Linked DNA regions of Rattus norvegicus: region 2 is linked to region 1. The links are chromatin contacts, called in public Hi-C maps. All regions are on one chromosome and are shown on one strand. Each heading gives the region's core, a stretch centred on a gene start, on an enhancer-like site or on the middle of the called end of the contact. The rest is flanking DNA. Distances are from core to core; before and after follow the strand shown.

What was found. Hi-C and Micro-C count contacts between places; a contact is called where the count stands out from the background.
Region 2: a contact with region 1 is called in a Hi-C map of liver, with 4 times the contacts expected there. The contact joins the promoter of Ogfrl1 here to the enhancer-like site in region 1. A contact is called at or near these places in 2 of 12 Hi-C or Micro-C datasets (liver and mammary epithelial cells).

What each region holds. Positions count from the first base shown.
Region 1 is chr9:33,215,935-33,220,546 of GRCr8, reverse strand. No RefSeq gene overlaps it. Among named protein-coding and RNA genes, the nearest start is that of Mir30a, 16 kb to the left of the region's middle. Within about 2 kb of position 2,831, at least 91 of the 93 cell types and tissues checked have an H3K27ac peak or open chromatin away from gene starts, as enhancers often do. A contact at or near this core is called in liver, where this site is marked.
Region 2 is chr9:33,336,528-33,341,139 of GRCr8, reverse strand. Ogfrl1 (opioid growth factor receptor-like 1) reads left to right here and starts at 2,485. Exons shown (of 7, transcript NM_001025708.1): 1 at 2,485-2,838. The coding sequence starts at 2,602.

The sequences.
Region 1 (4,612 bases), core at 1,582-4,081:
AGATAATTTTCTCACTGAGGATTTACTTGATTTTAAAAATATTCCTTCTTATAAATAAATGGAAAGCTTTCATGTTATTTTCTAAACGAGTTTAAAAATGAGACAGCACTCAAGTGAAATATTATAGTTATGATTACAACATTTAATTAGACATCCAATCAATGCAAACAGCCACTGATTATTTAAGAAACACACCTCTTCAATGGCTCACTTTCAAATAAAAGTAGGTCATGAAGTGTATTATGTTAATTCAACATTGTTATCATTCTCCTAGAAATACTGCCAGTTGTCTTTGTCTCTAAATATGCATTCCTATTTTAAGCTATAAACTTTCAGGCTAGATACAAGAATTAGACTTACTTTTTCTGTAAATTCTTTTCTTTGCTATTACCCTTCTTTCCAGAAAAGCATAATAATAATTCTCTTTAAGAGTGGGTAAAGTGGGGGCTGGAGAGATGGCTCAGCGGTTAAGAGCACTGACTGCTCTTCCAGAGGTCATGAGTTCAAATCCCAGCAACCACATGGTGGCTCACAACCATCTGTAACGAGATCCGATGCCCTCTTCTGGTGTGTCTGAAGACAGCTACAGTGTACTCGTCATATATAAAATGAATAAATAAAATCTTTAAAAAAAAAAGAGTGGGTAAAGTGGACTTTTAATTATTTTTATCTGGGCACTGGGTATTTTAGTGAGCAAATAGTTGCTGACTATCTAACTTACAAGCTTGCATGGTTTATAAGCTTTTAAGCTCCATGGTGAGGGAGAAAATGGTCAGTAGAACACCTGCTATGTAAGAGGCACTCTCACAAAATGAGAAGACTGCGGTACTTGAACGAGTACAGAGCCAATATCTTCTTTATCCACGGCCGACAAAGTATAAATAAATGGAGTGTTTATATGAGTTCTACTCGTGGCAAGGTTTGGTTTTATTTTGATGGAAAAATGTAGTTTATCATGATAACCAAAAGTTTAGATTTCATCATTTTACATATTAATCTGAAATGAAAATATTTCAATGACAGTACCAGAACAAACTCTGCAATTATTCTTTCAAATTATACACAGCACTAACACATCTCAATAAAGATGATTATGTAAGTGAGCTGACTTGGCGTCAGTGATACGAACACAGTGGCTATTTTCAATCCTTCATTAAAATTAGATCAAGATGTACTAGCATTGCTACTGTGCCCGCCCCGCAAGGGAGACTTACATTACTTTCAAGATTTACTTGGATTACAAATAAAGTTTTCTTCTCCTTCTCTGTCACCAGAGACCCAGCCCCCACCTCCCACCAACATCTCACCCTTCAACAAAACTTTTCAGTAGAGACCAGTGATACAGAAACCAACGCCATAAACACAACCGCCTGCCCTGTTTTACACCCTCCTTTGCATACTAAATACTTGATGCTTTTCCAAAACTGCCTGGAGAAGGGTTTGCAGGGGGCACCTGCCACTTCACCCCCATGATTAGTCCTGTCCCGGCCCTAGGACTTCAAATACTTCAAAACAGGGTAGCAAGGTGTTAAGAATTGCAAATAAAGTAATGGATACCTTATTTTGCACTATGGATAACGTTTTAGGATCGGTGTTTTTAAGCGACCCGACTTAAAAGTTACTTCTGAGCAAGGCTGAAGGGTGAGTCCTGGGTGCATATAAAAATATATCCTGGCCTACCATTGCACAACTCCCGCACCCACAACGAGGCTCGGAGAGGGTAAAAATCTCCATCGAAGACACATTTCAAAGCTACAAGACTCTCTCGGAGCAGCTCTCGCCTCCCAGATCCCCGACGAGGTGATCTAAGCGGTTAAATCATTGGTCCAAGGTCAAGCAGCGCCAGTCGCAAGCAGCGCAGCTCTGCGACCTTCTAACCTCTCCACCCCGCCCCCGCCAGGCCCTGGGCAGCCTTCGCCCCCGAGAGGTTCCCACGGATACCGTCCCCGCGTCAGCGGCACGCCAGCGCCTCTCGCCCGACCGCACTTGTATTTGTTCTCCCTGCCCGCTCCAAAAAAAAAAAAAGTATTAAAGGCTCTCCTCATGCCTCGGGCCGCGCAGGCGCCCGAGCTCGCGGGCCCCGTCCCGAAGCTGGCTCTTCAAAGCCGCGGCCGGGCCCGGCCCAGCCGGAGGAGACGCCGCAAACTTTTCCCGGCTCGCACGTCGCGGAGTCCGGCCCGCCGCATTGTCTCCACGGCCTGAGCGCTGCGGGCCGGGCGAGCCTCCTCGCACCGCCTCCGCGCTCTTTGTGTGTGTGTGAATGTGTGTGTGTGCGTGCGCGCGCGTGTGCGAATGTGTGTGTGTCTGTGTGTGTGTGTGTGTCTGTGTGTGTGTGTGTGTGTGTGTGTGTGTGTGTGTGTGTGTGTGTGTGTGTGTGTGTGTGTGTGTGTGTGTGTGTGTGTGTGTGTGTGTGTGTGTGTGTGTGTGTGTGTGTGTGTGTGTGTGTGTGTGTGTGTGTGTGTGTGTGTGTGTGTGTGTGTGTGGTGACCGCGGCTGACAGGACAGTGAAGAGCTCGGCGCGCCGGCAGCTCCGTCCCTGCCGGCCGAGGACTGCGGCGAGCTCCTCTCGCCCCGGACGCCCGCGGGACAAGAGCCACCAGCCGCGGGCCCGCCGCCCTCGACTCCCGCGCCGCCCGCCGCGCTCCCTACCTCCGCAGCCCGCCGCGCAGCCCCGCTCCCGCGCCTCAGCCCGGCTCAGCGGCCGGGCGCGCTCGCTCAAGAACCCGGGGGAACGCGCTCCGCCCCCTCGGCTGGCGCCGTCCAATGAGCTCAGCCCGTGGGGAGGCGGGGCAGCCCAATCAGACGTCGGGACGCCCGGCAAGGAGGCCAATAGGAAGCGACTCCGGCTACACACCCGCCCTGATCCTCGAGGAGCGAACCGTTCATAGCCCAGAGGTGGGACCTGATCCTGCCGCCCAGAGCAAGTCCAGTCCGGCCGGGCGGCGTCGCGGAGGGAGTAGGCCTGGGCAGGTCTGGAGCCAGACTGCCCTCATTGTAAGCAGGTGACGCGTGCTTGTGAGGTTCAGCAAGATCCCCGCCCTCGACCCAGACTGCTCTCATACTAGAGAGCTGCACACATGGGTTGGAACGTTATTAATCAACATTATTAATTTTTAAAGTTAAGTAAGGCGTTTCTATTAGAAAACTGAATACATAAGCAGGCAGCACTCAAATCGCTGTTTCTGCAGTCTTGGACATCTATGTTCTTAAAGAATTAGCCAGACCGCGCCAGGTATCTCAAACACGTTAGTTTCTGTCCTAATTAAAAAAAAAAAAAAAACAAAAAAAAAACCTCAGACCACCAGTGCCATAGCAATGATTTTTCTTTTCCTGAAGGAAAACTGCATTTAAGATTTAAAAAGTGAGCACAGTATAGGAATCGTTTTTATCACCAACCTCATTGTTATTATGTTGCCGTTTTGAGATGGGGCCTTTCTGTGTAATTCAATCTGCTTTAACCCTCTTCCCTTGGCCTCCTGGGTGCTGGCATCAAAAACTCATCACAGTATCCAGTTGAGAACCTCATTTCTAAAATAAAGTCCCACAAACTATATTCAGTGAAACTTGGGTGAAATACCTGAATGGAAGGGTATAGATAAAGAGGATATATTTGTAAGATACCTCTGACTACCAAAAAAAAAAAAAAAAAAAAAAAAGGGCATTGGTTAAAGATGGCGGTCACACTTGCAATAAATAAAGGCTGCATAGCTATTTCCTTATTTTATATAGGCAGCCTATGCTTGCTGTGGAAGAAAAAAAAAAACCCACCATGACCAAGGGAACTTACAGGAGGATTTATTTGGGCTTGAAGTACCACACGGATAAGAGTTCATGAATAATGGGGTTGGGGGCAGCAGGTGGGAGTGACTGCAGGAACAGAAGCCTAGGACTCACATCTTAACTCCCAAACCGAAAGGAAGCAGAGAAAGGCAACTCAAAATGGCAAGCAGTTTTTTGGGGTTTTTTTGGTTTTTTTGTTTGTTTGTTTGTTTTTGTTTTGTTTTGTTCTCAAAGCCAACTTCCAGAGAAATACCTCCTCCAATAAGATCACACTTCCTAAGCCTCCCCAGACAACATCACTCACTAGGGCTGGGGACTCAAAGGCTGGAGACAATGGGAAACACTTTATTCAAACTACTACAACCAAAATTACTCATTTTTCATTTTCTATGAAGTCAATAATTTTATTGACTTCCTTTTGGAAAATGGACTACATGGTGATAAAAAATTTCCAAAACACACATTTGCATAATTTAGAATAAAACTTTTGTCTTTTTGTATACTTCAAATAGCTGCTGTCCTCTATTTATTTTGACAATAAACTGCTTTTTAAAATATCTTTACATGTGTCTTTACGTAAATGTCATTTCTGAAAGAATGATCTGTAAAGTGAAGCAATGGAGGAGAGGGGGGATGGGGTGTGTGTGCGTGAGAGAGAGGGGGGGGAGAGAGAGAGAGAGAGAGAGAGAGAGAGAGAGAGAGAGAACTAGTCAAACAAAAAAGCACTCTCCTACCACCCTTATTTTACAATTGAAATGCACTGTGACTAACTTGAAGAGAAAGGATGATATCCAGGACTCAGTTTTTGTCAAAAAGATCCAGGTTCTGGCCT
Region 2 (4,612 bases), core at 1,236-3,735, 120 kb before region 1:
AAAATCTTAGAATATCTCTTATCTCAGGTTCTATGTTTTAAGGTAGTTAGGTTAGAACCAATTCGAGAGTGAGGGTTAAAACTCTTTCTCTTTTCTTAACATTTGAAGTTAAAATATAATTACCTTATTTCTGCCCTTCCCTTTCCTCCCCCCACCCCTTCCCATGCACCTCTACTCCCTTCTATCTATTTTTGTAAAATCCAGTTCATGGACTATGCTTTTTTTTAAAAATTCTTGTTACCTAAAGTGGAAGTGGTAGGGAAAAGCCTGTGTGTGCCAGAGGAACGGGAGTTTGCTTTGCAGTTTCCTCTTCTAGACACATCAGGGAAGCTCCACCCAGGAAGACTCATGAGCTTGCCCTGGGCAGGGATGGCACCAACAAACATGCTAACAGGAAAAGGGGGAAGTCCCATGGGGCCTCAACCCTAAACAAAGAACTCAGTGCAACTAAGGCATTCTGGGAGCAGGGGAAGTAGATTCTTAATTACAGGAGAGCAAAGACAGCACAATGGACTTCTACAATACAACCAGGCAAACGGGTAGAGCACCTGGGCACCACATTACCACTAGACTTCCAGCTTTGCCCTTGGACTAGTGAAATGTTCTAGTCCAGTACCAATGGAAGACCAACGGAATCCCTGGATTTTAACGGTGTTGGATTGATCTGTTTTACAGCTGCCCCATATTTTTTTTTTCCTCTCAACAAGTCATTGTCAACCACAATCAGAGGTTCCCCACAGTGACCTGGCACCACATTACCAGGTGGGAATGAGCAGTGGGAAGAGCAGAGCATTGGGAGAGAGGAGACAAACAAGAATTAACTGCAGATATAGTCAAGAGGGTTTGAGGAAGGATAAGATTCTAAATTTAAAAAGAGATGAATTTACATAATCATCTTGAATATCAGGATTGGGGGTTTGGAGGAGGGAGGAAGAAGTGGAGATGGGTTCACTTGTACAGTAGGTAGGCTTGCCAGGAAAACAATCTGCGTGAACATTTATATGGGCTGCTGCAGTCTTACTGTTACAGATAATCCAACTCCCCACCCCTCGCCCCCAGGAGTGGGAGAGGTACACGAAGTCAGCTGGTCTATTAAAACAAACACAGGGGGTTGGGGATTTAGCTCAGTGGTAGGGCGCTTGCTTAGCAAGCACAAGGCCCTGGGTTCGGTCCCCAGCTCCGAAAAAAAGAAAAGAAAAGAAAAAAAAAAAAAACACAGATCATATGAGCCAAAAAACAAAACAAAACAAAAAAAAAAAACTACTTAACCTCAAACGCCCCTCCCCCAATAATACTGTCTGGTTCTTACTTTGTTTGGGGCTGACAAGAAGGACTTCACCTCAATATCATCAATTTTTATGATATCCTGACCAGAACATTCTTTTTGCGTGTATTATTAGGTTTTGAGCCTCTGCTAGTCATATGGTCATTAAAGGTGAAGCTAGATGTCACTCCAGAGAGAAAAGCCTGGCTTCATTTTGAAGATGAGGAAACTACTGGGGTCTCAAGAAGCTACCTGACATTTCCAAAGCCAGAAACTGTAATGTTTGGAAAGATGCAACTGTTGATCTATCTGTGGAGAGGGATCTGCTAGCTGAGTCTTCCCTAAGCAATGACCATCTACCTGGATTTGTAATTTGTTTTTAAATTACTAGTTCTGAGTGCAATCGATACATCTAATAACCTATAATCCCAGGCAATGTCCCACAGCAGAAAAAGTCCCGTCAAGATTCATGTGCAGGCAGAGGGCCACTGTTTCACTGGATTTATTTCACGCTCTACCATTTTCGGATTCTTTGGTTATTTTGCCTTGAACTATTCTTGCAGCATGGTCGCCTCTGGACCTTAGGACTATAGTCCTTAGCACTCCAGCCTATTCCGAGATTTTTCTGCCCCGAGCACAAATGTGGACTACTCACAGATGAATAAAGGTGCTGGTCTAATTCTTCTTGTTCCTTTGGTTTTGAGAGAAGTTTGCTCTTTAGATGAGGGGACAGAGAGCTCTGACTTTTATTTTATAGACCGCAGAGACTCTAGGTGGCCTTAAGTACTGTTCCCGAAGCTTGGATTTCCTGTTTAGAGGGTGCACTGTCACGATTAGCTTTTGTCTTCGGCTGCGGCTAATTTGTCTTCCTCTTGGATCCGCCGTTGGGGGCTGGGGTGTGGGCAGGACCCGCCTGCTGATGGAGATGCCTCCTTCCTCTCTCTGACCTGGGCAGGATCAGACATCCCGCTTGGCTGGGAGGAGCCCCAAGGGGGCGGATCCAGACCCAAAGGGGGCGGGGCAGCAGCTGACCCCTGGCCACTCCCGGGGACCGTGGAGGGGGGCCCGTCCCGGTGGAGCTGGTCCAGCGCGCTCCGGAGTGGGTTGGCCTCGCTGGGGCGGGGCGGGGCGGCGGCGGCATGGGCGGGATGGGACTCGTGCGGCGGCGGCCCCCGGGCGCCCGGCTCCTCCCCGCCTGTGCGCCGGAGCGCCGGCGGCCGCGTTGAGCTGTGCGGCGCGGGCCGGGCGAGCTGCCGCCTGCGCCCGAAGCGAGCGGAGCGCGGCCATGCCCGGGCCCTAGCGCGCTGCCGCAGCCCGCGCCCGCCGCCGCCTCTTCAATGGGCAACCTGCTCGGCGGGGTCAGCTTCCGCGAGCCCACCACCGTGGAGGACTGCGACTCCACCTGGCAGACCGACTCGGAGCCCGAGCCTGAGCAGCCGGGGCCGGCAGGCGGTGGCGAGGGCCAGGAGCAGGACGAGCGGGAGCAGCCCGAGCAGCCTCCCGAGAGAGCCGGAGGGCGACCCCGCGCCAGTCCGGTGCCCGAGGACCACGCGGAGGCGGCGGGCGCGGAGCAGGTACGCGGCCCCCGGACCCACAGTGGGCCCGGAGGGGCAGTTCGCCCAGTACGAGGGAGGGGACTGTGCGCGGCCCCCCGGGGGGTGCAGGGCGGGATGCTCGGCGTTCGTGGCGCCGGTACCTGGGGGAGCCTGCGGTGTTCAGGATCGCCCGGTGGTTCGCTGCTGGCCCGGGGGCCTTGCTGTGAGCACCGCAGGGAAGTCCCCCAAGGCAAACCTCGACTCCACTCTTGTTCTCTCTGCCTCTGCAGCGCAGCTGGGTGATGCGAAGGTGGGGTGGGAGGAACTAGACTAAAAATAGAAGATTCTGAGGACCCGGCCGGTGCGTGTTAATTGATTTTTATTTTCATCTTTTTTTTTACAAAATTAAAATATTATTCAGATTAAGACAACTGCAGTTGTGGAGCGGCCCCGCAAGCCTCCCCTGCCCCCCAAGCGGGGGTCTATGACCATTAAAAGTATCGCAGAAGGTTCCCAAGCAAACTTAAAAATAACACCGTTTTTTTCCCCAAGAGAGACCTTTCAACGACTTCGAGTATTCCTTAAACATTTCGTTTCACCCAGAAGACTTGTTGATCCAACCAAGCTTAATTCAGTTGACCAATACAATTAGATAGATAGGTTAGAAGAGAGATAGATGGCTTCCCTTAACCTCTTGTGGCTTCAGAAACTTTTAAAAGGAGGAACTGTGTATTTTTAAAGAAGTCTGCAGCGTTTAAGGTTGGAGGTTCTGTATTAGGCCTCCCTTTTATAACTTGAAGGAAAATGGAGCCAATGTGACTTTAGGGGAAACATCACCTTTCGAGGAAGTTCGAGCCTTCCCATCCGAGCTAATTGAGCATGTTATTGAAAGGAATGCTATCCAGGGGCATTCGTTCCATTCCACGTCCCCATTTTGGAGAACCGAGTTGAGGCTTTCAGAGAAAATCTTGCCCAGAGCATACAGGGAGAGAAGATGCAAGCTGAAGTATGTCCGGGGCCAAAGTGTGGGCCTTGGTCCTCCTGGGTGAAATCGTGACCATCCTTGCCTTGTCTTCCGGTTTCTATTTTGCACTTAGTATTGTGTGCTCAAACCCGAAACAATGTCGCACGGCACATTTCAGTGTTTTATCCTTCCATTTGTCTTCCAAGTATATAGCCACGGACAGAAGTTTGGAATAATAATAATAATAATAATAATAATAATAATAGTAAACAACTTGGTAATCAATTAACTAGGTCAATTGTAAAATAACATTTCAACCACTGCCCTACAACTTGAGTAAAAGTAGAGTATCCTTTAATTTGTTAATTTTTGTTTCCAGAAGTTCCACCAGACTTCTTAGGCAATCTTAGCGACATCGTTTTGATTCCTCACCCTATTCGTGCACTACGTGGACAGGTCAGTTCCCCCTTAATTAGGCCAAAGACCAGCTGTCTTTGCTCTCATCCATCTCTGTAAATGTTAGACAAAAGATGGTACCATTAGCTGAGGTGAGGAAGCCTGGGGCGGGAGATGCCTCAGAGGTTAAGTTAAGGCTTCTGTTAAGTTTTCTGTCCCATTAGACACCCAAGTGGATAGGCGAGTAGTTGATGGTCTCTATAAGTGGATACTCAGTCTAGGACTGGAGCTAAAGGCAAGCATTTAGGATATAGTTGTACTTTAAAAAAAAAGGAATCAATGGAGGATAAGAGGTCATCAAGGAGTCATGAGAGATGTGGGTCAGCCTTCTCACCCTCTGTAAGGGGGTGTGATTAAGAGGAGGAGCCAAAAAAGAGGGGAGCAGTGGTACAG